Regions from separate parts of the Sus scrofa genome. Here region 2 is linked to region 1. The links are chromatin contacts, called in public Hi-C maps. All regions are on one chromosome and are shown on one strand. The core of a region is the stretch at or near the end of the contact, and the rest is flanking DNA. Distances in the headings are between cores, read along the strand shown.

Evidence for each region. A called contact is a pair of places that touch in the nucleus more often than the background predicts.
Region 2: a Hi-C map of embryonic fibroblasts shows a contact between it and region 1, with 2.2 times the contacts expected there. The contact joins two enhancer-like sites. A contact is called at or near these places in 9 of 47 Hi-C or Micro-C datasets (embryonic fibroblasts, fetal heart ventricle, fetal skeletal muscle and 5 more).

What each region holds. Positions count from the first base shown.
Region 1 is chr4:55,590,981-55,597,561 of Sscrofa11.1, reverse strand. It overlaps PAG1 (phosphoprotein associated with glycosphingolipid-enriched microdomains 1), which reads right to left. Exons shown (of 9, transcript XM_021089173.1): 4 at 5,808-6,014; 5 at 3,805-3,856; 6 at 2,157-2,253. The coding sequence starts at 5,932. Among named protein-coding and RNA genes, the nearest start is that of PAG1, 140 kb to the right of the region's middle. Within about 2 kb of position 3,786, at least 20 of the 83 cell types and tissues checked have an H3K27ac peak or open chromatin away from gene starts, as enhancers often do. A contact at or near this core is called in embryonic fibroblasts, fetal skeletal muscle and skeletal muscle, where this site is marked.
Region 2 is chr4:56,553,453-56,560,033 of Sscrofa11.1, reverse strand. All of the region lies in intron 1 of TPD52 (tumor protein D52), which reads right to left. Among named protein-coding and RNA genes, the nearest start is that of MRPS28, 51 kb to the left of the region's middle. Within about 2 kb of position 4,008, at least 17 of the 83 cell types and tissues checked have an H3K27ac peak or open chromatin away from gene starts, as enhancers often do. A contact at or near this core is called in embryonic fibroblasts, fetal skeletal muscle and skeletal muscle, where this site is marked.

The DNA of each region.
Region 1 (6,581 bases), core at 2,537-5,036:
TCCGATTAGGAACAATGAGGCTGCGGGTTCGATCCCTGGCCTTGCTTAGTGGGTTAAGGATCTGGCGTTTGCCATGAGCTGTGGTGTAGGTTGCAGACACAGCTCAGATCCCGTGTTTGCTGTGGCTCTGGCGTAGGCCGGTGGCTACAGCTCCAATTCGACCCCTAGCCTGGGCACCTCCATATGCCACAGAAGCGGCCCAAGAAAATGGCAAAAAGACAAAAAAAAACAAAAAACAAAAAAAAACCCCATTAAGCTATAGGGAGTTCCCTGTTGGTCTAGTGGTTAGGACTCTGTGCTTTCACCACTGCAGCCCAGGTTCAGTCCCTGGTCTGGGAATTGAGATCCCACATCAAGTCAGTGCACACTATGGCCAAAAAAACCCTGTAATTTATAAACACACACACACACACACAAATACTGTATATAATGTATAAGGACTATTATATTATATAAAGAATACATAAATATATAATATATGAACATGCCTATATAAATGTTTAATATTAAAATTATTTAAATATACATTTACACTTACCTACAGTTATACATAAAGAATATAGAGCGTAGGAGTTCCCATTGTGGCTCGGATCCTGAGTTGGTATGGCTGTGGTGTAGGCTGGCAGCTGTAGCTCTGATTCGACCTCTAGCCTGGGGACTTCCATAGGCCGTGGGTGTGGCCCTCAAAAGCTAAAGTAAAATAAAATATAAAATAAAATAAAATAAAATATAAAATAAAATAAGTAGTCAGGACTTTGGTCAGCTAGAGCATCTGGTGCATGAAGCAGGCAGTGTGCAGAGTGGTCCCTGCCTATGCCAGGACTCAGATGGGGGTTCAAACAACACATCCTCAGCATGCTGACCATAAGATCATAGGAAAATTATTAACCTCTCCGAGCCAGGCAGAACGATGGTCCCCACAGGCGTCCACATCCTAACCCCTGAATTCGGAGAGTGAGTTTCTTCATGTGGCAAGAGAAGAATTAAGGATATAGATGAACTATCAGCTGATCTTAACCGAGGGGTAGTCTGGGTCATCCAGGTGGCCCTAGTGAAATTATTGTGTCCTTGTAAGTCAAAAGTCGGAGGCAAGAGAGTTGGAAAAAGATTTGAAGATGGAAGGAAAGCCAGGACCAAGGAATGCAGTGGTTCTAGAAGCTGAACAGGCAAGGAGCTGGACTCTTCCCTCCAGCCTTGGGGAAGAAATGCAGCCCTGCTGAGACTTTGCTTTTAGCCCAGGGAGACCCAGTTCAGACTTGGACCTCCAGAGCTATAAGTTAATAAGTCCATGTTGTTCTAAGGCACGAAGTTTGTGGTAATTTGTTGCAGCAGCGCAATTTCAGTTGCCTTGCCTGTATATCATGGAGAATAATCCCTATCTTCCAATGCAGTAGTACTGTTAGTAACAGTCATCTTATAGGTTAAATAATAGTGATCTTATAGGGTAGTTGTTAGCATAAATGAATTAGTACACTTACAGATCTTAGAGCAATGGCACACAAAAATCAATGAATACATATTAAATTTTTCATCCAATGAGATTATTTTTGCTAAAACTGGTAGTAATACTAAAAGTGAGGAAGACCACATTTCCTAGCTGTTTTGTTTTGTTTTGCTTTTTAAGGCCACAATAGCGGCATATTGGAGGTTCCCAGGCTAGGGGTCCAATCAGAGCTGCAGCCGCCAGTCTATGCCACAGCCACAGCAACGGGGGATCTGAGCCACATCTGTGACCTACCCCCCAGCTCACGGCAATGCCAGAACCTTAACCTGCTGAGAGGGATCAGCGATCGAACCCGAAACCTCATGGTTCCTAGTCAGATCCGTTCCTGCTGCGCCACAATGGGAACGCCTATATTTCCTAGTTTTTTGAGCTACATTTTCCTTTTTCTTTTTACAGCTGCACCTGCGGCACATGGAAGTTCCCAGGCTAGGGGTCAAATTGGAGCTGCAGTTGCCGGACTACATCACAGCTACAGCAACACGGGATCCTTAACCCAGTGAACACGGCCAGGGATGGAACCCACATTCTCAAAGACACTACGTCAGGTTCTTAGCTGAGCCACAGTAGGAACTCTGAGCTACATTTTCTGAAATCGAGTCCTTTCTGAGGTGATAAGGCCTGTCTAGAAAGCTGGTATTCTTGCGGAACTTACTGTCACCGTTGGTGAGGGCCCCATTCTGCTCGCTGCTGGCAGGCGCATCTGTGGCCAGGCTGGTGACTGAACGGCTGAACATCTCCTTGTCAGAAGGCTGCGAAAACAAAAATGCCAACAGAATCAGACTATGTGGCAGAAGGGAACAGCCATGGCTTTTTCTTTTTTTCCTTTTTTTTTTTTTTTTTTCTTTTTTTTGCTTTTTAGGGCTGCAGGTGCGGCATATGGAGGTTTCCAGGCTAGGGGTGAAATTGGAGCTGCAGCTGCCGGGCTATGCCACAGCCACAGCAATGCGGCATCCAAGCTGCATCTGTGACCTACACCACAGCTCACGGCAACACCTGATCCCTGACCCACTAAGCGAGGCCAGGGATGGAACCCACATCCTCACGGAGCCTAGCTAGATTCGTTTCCACTGTGCCACAATGGTTACTCCCGCTTAGATTTAAATTAAGAGAAATGAAATAACCTCAAGTTCCTTAGCTGTACTAGTCACATACTACGTGCTCAATAGCCCCATGGGGACAGTGGTTGCCGGATCTCCTCCAGCTACAGAACACGTCCATCCTGGTAGAAGGTTCTGTTGGACAGGGCTGTTCTGTCTTCTTTTTGTCTTTTTAGGGCCGCACCTGCGGCATATGGAAGTTCCCAGATTAGGGGTCAAATCAGAGGTACAGCTGCCAGCCTACACCACAGCCACAGCAATGCAAGATCCGAGCCGCGTCTGCAACCTACACCACAGCTCAGGGCAATGCTGAAATCTTAACCCACTAAGCAAGGCCAGGGATCTAACCCGCATCCTCATGGATCCTAGTTGGGTTCATTACCACTGAGCCATGGCGGGAACTCCTAGGGCTGTCCTAAAATTTTAAAGGTCTTGAGAATCTTCCAAAGCCACCATCCAATGTCATGGGTTGACTTGTACCCTCCCCCAATTTCTATCCGTAAGTCCTGGCCCCCCAAACCTTAGAATTGACCTTATTTGGAAATAGGATCGTTGCAGATGAGACTGGTGAAGGTGAGGCTCTTTTTTTGTGAGGCTCCAAGGGGAACTCAGAGAGGGAATACATGCAGAAGGGGAAGATGGTATGAAGAGTGACACGGAGAAAGCCATGTGAGAGTGAACACAGAAACCCAGCATCGCTGGAACTGCCAGCTGACCACTAGAAGCTAGGAGAGTGGCCCAGAAAGGATTTGCCATGGTAGCTCTCAGGAGGAACCCCGCCACCACCCTGATCTCAAATTTCTAGCCTCCAGAAATGTGAGGTGATACATTTCTTACTTAAGCCACTCAGTTTGTGGTCCTTTGTTACTACAGCCCTGGCCGACTAACACACTCAGGCTGGAGCTGGGCAGAGGCAAACCAGAACATCCCTGTGGTAGGCTGGAGGCATTTGAAGATCTTTCCAGAAGGGGCACAAGTGCATATGTTTCAGAAATTCCTAAAAACCTGGCCAATGGCACAGGCCTCTAGCCACGGTGAATATAAACCTACAGAAGGAGGACACAGCCCAGGCAGACAGTTAACTCCAGCTGAGTTCCTTTCCTGGTTTCCTTCAGGTCCTAAGCCTGTAGGGATGGGCCGAGGTAAGTGGCTGATGCTTTAAAACACACACACACAGAGGCAGACATGCACACATGGGCTCACCACATTCATCAGATTCTCGTGGTCCCCGCTGTGCTGTCTTGGCTTCTTTTCTCTGAAACAGAAAAGGAAACGTCGCTGGGACATCCTCCTTGCCATCTGAGATCAAACATATGCTCCCCTTTCCGATCCGAACTTTTATCAACATTTAAATCTCCCTTTTAAGAACCCAGTTTATTTTGCCAAGGAAGCCGAAGCCAGACAATTTTCGCTGCCCCTCCTCTGCAGGCAGCGGGTTGGAGGGGGAGGGGGTCACGTCCCCACGAAGGGCTGGTCACCTCTCTCGCCCTCCCTTTCCTCCAAGAGTAGAAAATACAAGTTAAGGAGAGAACTGGGGAAGTTTCCTGACTGGAAACTGTTTATATCTAGAATACTAGAATGAGTTTTTCTTTCTTTCTTTTTCTTTTTTTTTTTTAAGGAAATCTGGACAATTCTCGTCTCTTCATTTTTCTTAATTCAGTCTCTGCAAAGTCACACACTGGGATGAGATGGTGAAAATAAAGAAAATACAACTTTTGGCGTGTTGAGAAGGGTACATGCTCTCAGGATGAGTCATAAGTACTTCCAGTTTATGGAAAAGTCCATCGAGTAAAAATAGAATTTATTTTTACTTGGGACAGGCTAAAGCAAGCCATCAGGAGGAGAGGGTGCGTCTCCCATTGATGTATAAGGCAACAGTGACACCTAGTGGGCATGTAAATGATTGCAGAGGCAGGCGCTCCCAGGCGCAGGGGAGGGAACACTGCACTAGAAGGAGACTCTTATTTCTTCAGCTTCCTGGCCAAGTCAGACTCTGTCCCCACCCTGGAAGCCTGGGTCCAAACCAGGCAGGGTTTCTGAGGCTACTTGAGTTCAGAAAGTCCGGATTTTCCCCTCTGGACAGAGACCTTAGGGCTGGAAGCCACATCCAGACATCCAAGTCCAGTTTTTATTTTTTTATTTTTTTCACCTCCAGTTTTTAAATGGCAATCGTCAGGTCTCTTCCAAGGTTATTGAGAAAGAGGCTGGAAGAGGGCTGCGCATGCTGCTAACAATGTCTGAACACCTGGAAAATCACTCCTGGTCAGAAAAGATTTTACTCCTCTCCAAGAAAATACCTCTTTTTTTTTTTTTTGGCAGCGGGATACATTTTATATGAGAGAATCAAAGAGGGGAGGAGGGAAGGGGGAGGGGAGGAGGAAAGGGGGAGGAGGGGAGAGAGAGAGTATAATTCTAAAAAAAAAAAAGACAAGATGAGCATTTATACACAGAGTGTCTTTTCGGAAAACAGATCTTTCTTAACTGCAATTCTAGATTACAAACCTTTCACAAAATGATCCCTCCAAAGCCACGCAGCAACGAAAATTCTCAGTAATTCTCAAGGGGCAGCAAAAACAGTGTCTTTAATGCACATTAAGATTTAGATTTAAATGTCTTAGATTTCCAAATGCCCACAGATGGGAAAAAACAACATAAATTCTGATCAGGAAGAGCAAAAATTTCCTCCTGGGAAGTTTCATCTACAGGGCTCTTCTGACTGCTCCCCAGCAAAATCAAATATGGTTTTTCATTGAACTAATAAAAAGTGTCCAAGGCCCCTTTGCGGCTGAGAAGTCAGCTAATTTTTTTTTTTTTTTTTTTTTGGTCTTTTTAGGGCTGTACCTGCAGCATATGGAGGTTCCCAGGCTAGGGGTCAAATCAGAGCTACAGCTGCCAGCCTACACCACAGCCACAGCAACTCAGGATCCAAGCCATATCTGTGACCCACACCACAGCTCACAGCAACACCAGATCCTTAACCCACTGAGCGAGGCCGCGGATCGAACCCATGTTCTCATGGACACTAGTCAGATTCATATTTGCTGAGCCATGATGGGAACTCCAGAAGTTGGCTAATTTTAACACACAAGTTTCTGGGACTGTTTATGCAGTGAGAGGCCATTCCTCACAGCTTTTTGTACAGAAAATCAACTGGGTCCAGGGAACCGTGTTATGTGTAGGTTCCTGTGGATAGGGCTGGCTCTCACCTGTCACAACTGGAACACAGAAAGATGAGGAAGGTGATGAGGAAGAAGGTGGCCACGGCCGCCAGGCTTTCCCACAGGACGATCTGCATTTGTCCCCCACTCAGCAAGCTGCCCTCGGGTCCCATGATGGCGGCAGAAGTGACACAGGCTGATGGAGTCCGTCAGTCGCTGCAAGGTGGTGACATGGGGGCAGAGGGCTGCGTCCTCCTGCAGAGAGAACAACGTGTGTTTCGATGTGAAATGCCTGAATCGGGGAGTGAACTCATGTCCAGGGGCGGGGCGAGGTGGGGGGTGGTTCTGAGCAGAGCAGGGAGGAGTGTGTGGAGTGTACTGGACTCCACTCCAAAGCCCCCCTCGGCAAGTCACCCCAACCTGTGGTCCAGGCCTTAGTTTACTCACCCCAAATGCAAAACAGGAGCATGCCGTGCCTTGATCAGTGTTTGAGGCAACAGATGTCTGATTATTTTGATATATGCGGGGACAGATTCTTTTTTTTTTTTTTTTTTTTTTTTTTTGTCTTTTTGCCTATTCTAGAGCCGCTTCTCACAGCATATGGAGGTTCCCAGGCTAGGGGTCCAATCGGAGCTGTAGCTGCTGGCCTACACCAGAGCCACAGCAACTCAGGATCCAAGCCGTGCCTGTGACCTACACCGAAGCTCTTGGCAATGCCAGATCCTTAACCCACTGGGTGAGGCCAGGGATCGAACCTGCAACATCATGGTTCCTAGTCAGATTCGTTAACCACTGTGCCACGACGGGAACTCCTGTGGGGAC
Region 2 (6,581 bases), core at 2,759-5,258, 960 kb before region 1:
CAGACTAGGGGTCAAATCGGAGCTGTAGCCACTAGCCTATACCATAGCCACAGCCATGCCAGATCTGAGCCGAGTCTGCAACCTACACCACAGCTCACAGCAACGCCGGATCCTTAACCCACTGAGTGAGGCCAGGGATCGAACCTGCTTCCTCAGAGATACTAGTCATATTCGTTTTTGCTGAGCAACAATGGGAACTCCTAAGAATATTTTAAAGGATGATGATATAAAGAGTGAGCACATACCCAATGCTTGATAAGGATCTGTTGTTGCCTCACTTTCCCAGGTCCTACAAGTCATCCTATTTCCTCCCTCCTCTTCTCTCCAGGAAGCTCAGCTTGCAGACTCACTTCCTTACTTCCCAGCACTCTTGGACCCCCTGCCGTTGTACCTGCTCCTCCTCCACGGCTTCAACTAAGGACAGTTCTCAGTCAAGGTCTCACTGGACATCTCCAAGACATGAAGCACCAAAGCTCCTTCCGTCTGAGGTCTCCAGTCCTCTGATACCTTCCCATGGCCCGCCTCTGTTTTTTTTTTTTTTTTTTCCTTCTTCTCCATTTACCCTCCCAGGAGTGCCCCTCGCACCCACCTCCGATCCCACCACTCCTGCCTTAGTTCAGGCTCTCACCATTTTCTGCTTAGATTCTTGCCCCAAAGCGCCTTGATGGTATCTGTCGGGTCAATCCATTCACCGCCCTGCGACCAAAGTGAGCTTTCTAAAACAAGACTCTGACCATGGCACCCCTGTTCTTAAATCCTTGTGTGGCTGCCCCGCTCCTAGAAAGCTCATTGCTCTTGACAATCTGGAAGCCACCCACCCCATCTTCTGCTGCTGTTCACTCTCAGCCCCACTCCCACCCCAAGGGCTCTCACTCCATCCTTTAACCTGCAGTTCCTTTAGGGAAATGTTTATTTTTAAAGGGATGTATTAACTCAAAAAGTAAGAAAAAATTAGCTGCCTCCGATACTTATTTTTTCCATTTAATTTTTTATTATGGTACATACATAACATACAATTGGCCACCTTTAATTTTTTTTTTTTTTTTTTTTTTTTTGGCTGTGGCATGTAACGGCTTGATGTGGGATCACAGCTCCCAGACCAGGGACTGAACCCAAGTCACATCAATGATTAGTGCCAACTCCTAACCCCTAGACCACTCATCTTAACCAATTTTGTTTTGTTTGTCCATTTTTTTGTCTTTTTAGGGCTGCACCCTTGGCATATGGAGGTTCCCAGGCTAGAGGTCGAATCAGAGCTGTAGCTGCTGGCCTACAGCACAGCCACAGCAACACCAGAGCCAAGCGCCGTCTGAGAACTACACCACAGCTCACAGCAAGGCCAGATCCTTAACCCACTGAGCAAGGCCGGGGATCAAACCTGTGTCCTCATGGATGCTAGTCAAATTCGTTTCCACTGAGCCACGACTGGAACTTCATCTTAAACATTTTTAAACATACAAGTCAGCAGCATCAATTATATTCATGATGTTGTACAACCGTCTTCACCATTTCTTTTCAAATGCTGCTTTCCTTGTTTATGGCTTTGCGCATTTTATTTTCTCTTCCTGAAATTCCCTTCTTATTTCCAAGTCCCATTCATTTTATTTATTTTTTGTTTCTTTTTACAGCTGCATCTGTGGCATATGGAAGTTCCTGGACCAGGGCTCGCTCGAATCAGAGCTGCAGCAGCAGGCCTACACCACCACAACACAGGATCTGAGCCCCATCTGCAACCTCTGAGGCGGCCTGCAGCAATGCCAGCTCCTCAGCCCACTGAGCGAGGACAGGGACTGAAGCAGCCTCCTCCCAAAGACAATGTCAGGTCCTTAATCCACTGAGTCACAACGGGAACTCCCAAGTGCCATTCATTTTAATACATCAGTAGGAAAAGTCTCCTGCTCTTAGAGGAATTTCCTGAACCTTGTAACCCGGGCTATCTCTGGGCATAACACCCTCTGTACAGTGTCTACTGTACTTAGAATGCAGCCTGCTAGGCTGGGAAACATTTGCCCTTAGCCCTGTGCTCTGATCCCAAAGCTTCAGCCCTGTACAGTATCTGGGGCACTGTGTGTGTCACACAGCAGTTGCTCAGCAGCATTCTGAATAAATAAATTGTAGGAAGACACCCTGTGGAGTTAGAAGGAGAGATAAGAACCCAATCTCCCGTCATTGTCTACACTGCCTCTCTTTTCATTTTATATATTTCCTTCCCACTGCACTGCTTTCCCCTACAAAGGATTTTCCTATTTGAAACAGACATAAAATGTCACTTTTCTTTTGCTTTGTTTTGTTTTTGCTTTTTAGAGCCACACCTGCAGCATATGGAAGTTCCCAGGCTAGGGGTCGAATCGGAGCTACAGCAGCCGGCCTATGCCACAGCCACAGCAACTCGGGATCTGAGCTGCATCTGCAACCTACACCACAGATCATGGCAACCTCAGATCCCTGAACCACTGAGGCCAGGGATCAAACCCGAATCCTCATGGATACTAATCGGATTCATTTCCACTGCGCCACAATGGGAACTCCCCAATGTCACTTTCCTAAAGAAATACCACTCTGTCTCATACATAATCTACCAAAAGATTGCTACGACTTGGGGCGGGGTACCTGTCTTCATTTATAGAGAGTGTGTACACAGCCAAACGCATGAGGGTTGAATAGTGTGGCTCAAATGACACCACAGCAGGAAGAACAGACATCAGCCACACCCAAGAAAATTCAGTTAGGAGGAAAGAAGTGGCCAGAAAAGCAGTCTAGGATACCAGCTCTTAAAGTCAATGTTAAAACACTATCTACCCAAGAAAGAATTTGTAAGATTATCATCAAGCCCTAGAAGCATCTCTGGAAAACAAAACTGTATACACCTTTCTTACGTAGTCTTCAAAGAGGCAATGAGAGTAGGAATAAGAAACTAGTGTCTCTAGGATCCTTTTCTTTAAGCACATACAAGAAGTATGTGCCTCTGTTTTTTCACCTAGGGACACCAAAAACAGTACAACATATAGTTCAAAATATCTGTAGTGGTCATATCCACAAAGATCACAAGATAAAGGTTTTTTTTTTTTTTTTTTTTTCACTTTCAAAGTCTCTGCTCAGGGCTCCAGCTTTCTGGGTCTTGTTCTTTGTTTCCAAATGTGACAAAATCCAGAAGAGGGGGAGGAATACTTGGAGGTGGCCACATCAAAGTGGCTCTCCTTAAGAGACCCTAAAAGCAAAGGATCCACTTAAGACAAAGCTTCCCAGATGTGACAAGATGGACATTTTGAGCCAGACCTTCTTGGGGGGAGAGGCTCTCTCCTAGGCATCGTCCTGGGGGTGGTCCAGGCATCCACTCAGTTAGGGTCTGCAGCAGCCCCTCCCCACACTCAGAAATAACCACCAAAATTGTCTTCAAACCTTCTCCAGATGTGGCCAGATGCCTACCCGGGGTGGGGGGAGCAAAAGTGTCCCCCCGACTTAACGCAAGGAGGTCTCTGATACCTGCTATTTGACACCAATTAATCTTTATTTTTAAAAATTAATTAATTTCATTATAGCTGGTGTTTACAGTGTTCTGTCAATTTTCTACTGTACAGCGTTTTGACCCGGTTACACATACATGTATAGATTCATCAGAAGTGATTAGACATAGTTCCCAGTGCTATACAGCAGGATCTCATTGCCCACCCATTCCAAAGGCAACAGTCTGTATCTACAAAGGGATTCGGGAGCATGGGGCCATGAAACTTGGTCTCATCTGTCACTTCCCCCTACTTGCTCATGGTGAGAACAGTCAAACCTTAGGAGAGAAAAAGGAGGCAACTCATCACTGTCGAGGTGGCGAGGAACAGGAAAGCTGAGGAAACCAGAGTCACTCCATTGGGAAAGAGCCAGGAGCCTAGGAGAGGAACTGGGCAGTGACCGGGTCATTAAAGAGGAAATTCCTGCAGGCCGGGAGCGGGGCAGGCAGCAGGGATGGAAAAAGGACAAAGAGAGCTTGCAAGTCAAATGGGACTCAGATCTGAAAGCAGTGGGGCCCTGAGCAGCGGTCAGCTTTCTGCCCAAGAAGGTCACCCTCCCCACATAAGAGTGGAGGAGGAAGAGAGATGGCTAAGGAAGAGCATTAGAATTTTCTTTCTTAACTAAAAATAGAACTACCATTTGATCCAGCAATCCCACTCCTGGGCATCTATCCAGAGAAAACCATGACTCAAAAAGACACATGTGCTCCTATGTTCATTGCAGCACTATTTGCAATAGCCAAGACATGGAAACAACCTAAATGTCCATCGACAGAGGAGTGGACCAAGAAGATGTGGTACATATACACAATGGAATTATTACTCAGCCATTAAAAGGAAAGAAAGAACGGCAATTGCAGCAACATGGATGGACCTAGAAATTATCATGCTAAGTGAAATCAGTCAGATAATGAGACACCAACATTAAATGCTATCACTGACATGTGGAATCTGAAAGAAGGACACAATGAACTTCTTTGCAGAACAGATACTGACTCATAGACTTTGAAAAACTTATGGTTTCCAAATAAAACAGGTTGGGGGATGGGGGATGCACTGAGGGTTTGGGATGGAAATACCTTCAAATTTGTTTGTGATGATTGTTGTATACCTATAAATGTAATAAAATTCACTAAGCAATAAACAAAATTAAAAAGAATTTTCTTTCTTTCTTTTTTTTTTTTTTTTTGTCTTTTTAGGGTTGCACCTACAGTACATGGAATTTCCCAGGCTAGAGGTTGAATCAGAGCTGAGGCTGTTGTCCACAGCCCCAGCAATGCCACCAGGAGAAGTGGAGGCCAGGGATCGAACTTGCATTCTCATGGATACTAGTCAGGTTCGTTACCACTGACCCACAGTGAGAACTCTGACTTTAGAATTTTCAAATGCCTCATGTGCTCCCTCCAGAGACTCCTACACTGACCCCTGAATCACTTTCACCTTTAAAAAAGAGAGAGGAGGGAATCTTTAGTCAGTTATTTCAAAGCCAGCCATCCCCTCAACTCCAGTCAAGTGTAAAACTAGGAACCAGGACACTCTATGAAACAGGGGCAGGTGCTGAAAGGTCAACCACTGAGGAACTTAGGGATCCCCAGAGGGGAACTCATTCCATCCTTCAATTTCCTCTGTAGCAATAAGAAGGTTCTACATCAATTCTGCTCCGACTTTTATTTTGTAAACCATATATGTACTATGTAAGATCTTGACAATCATGAAAAACTTTCAAGAAGTGATAACCACTTCCCTAAAAAAGAAGTGAGAATGACACAGAGTAGAAATCAAGAAAAGGAATAAAACAGAAGGAAAAGGACTCTGAGCTAAGGGATTTCCCTTTGATATTTTTCAGTGTTTTTAGAATTTCAAATAGGACAGCATAAAACTAAAATGTCAGATTTTTATATGGATCCTATTTTCTCAAACACTAGAAATAACCAAAGTGCTTTTTTTTTTTTTAAATAAACCAGGGCTAGAGTTTCTGTTGTGGCTCAGTGGTTAACGAACCTGACCAGGATCCAGGAGGATGCAGGTTCGATCCCTGGCTTCACTCAAGGTTAAGGATCCGGCATTGCCATGAGCTAAGGTGTAGGTTGCAGGTACGGCTCAGATCCCGCCTTGCTGTGAGCTGTGGTGTAGGCCAGTGGCTATAGCTCCGATTCGACCCCTAGCCTGGGAACCTCCACATGCTGAGGGTGTGGACCTAAAAAGACAAAAGACAAATAAATAAATAAATAAATAAATAAACAAACCAGGGCTGCATCTTTCTGTACATTAGAAAAGTCTTAAGAGGAAGAGTGAATCTACATAAATAACATTTGGGAAGTTACCTTGTAGATGTTCATGGAACGGAAGAGAAAATGCAGCCATGGACACTGGCTGGAGACCCCTCTGCTGTCCACACGGCAACATGGACAATTCAGGTCTAAGCGGCCCATGATGAATCAACAAACCACCCCACAGTGAGACCCTTGACCAAAGGAAAGAGTAAGCTTTGAATGATTAACCTGTTCTGTGATATCTGATACCAAAAGGTGGAGATTTCCTGTGATCAAAACACAAAATGGGGAGTTTCCTTCATGGCTCTGTGGTTAAGGAACTCGACTAGTATCCATGAGGATGCAGATTCGATCCCTGGCCTCTCTCATCAGGTTAATGATCTGGTGTTGCCTGAGCTGCGGTGGAGGTCGAAGATGTGGCTTGGATCCCGAGATGCTGTAGGCTGGCGGCAATAGCTCCAATTCAACCCCTAGCCTGGCAACCTCCATATGCTGCAAGTGCAACTCTAAAAAGCAAAAAAAAAAAAAAAAAAAAAAAAAAAAAGGGCTTAAGAACTGAGAGTGAGTGTGAGTCCCCAACTTAGGCTAAGCTTTGGGACTTGGGAACTTCTCAACACCTCTCCTGGCCTCAGTGTTCACATCTGTAAAACGAACTGCAGTGTGATTTAGTCTTTGCCAGTTCAGTTACATTTCATTCATGCATTCGTGCATTCATTCATTCATTCATTCAACCAACACATATTTGTTGAGCCATAGCTGTCAAGCACTATTCCAGGTGCTGGGGAAAAGCAGTGAACAGAAAACT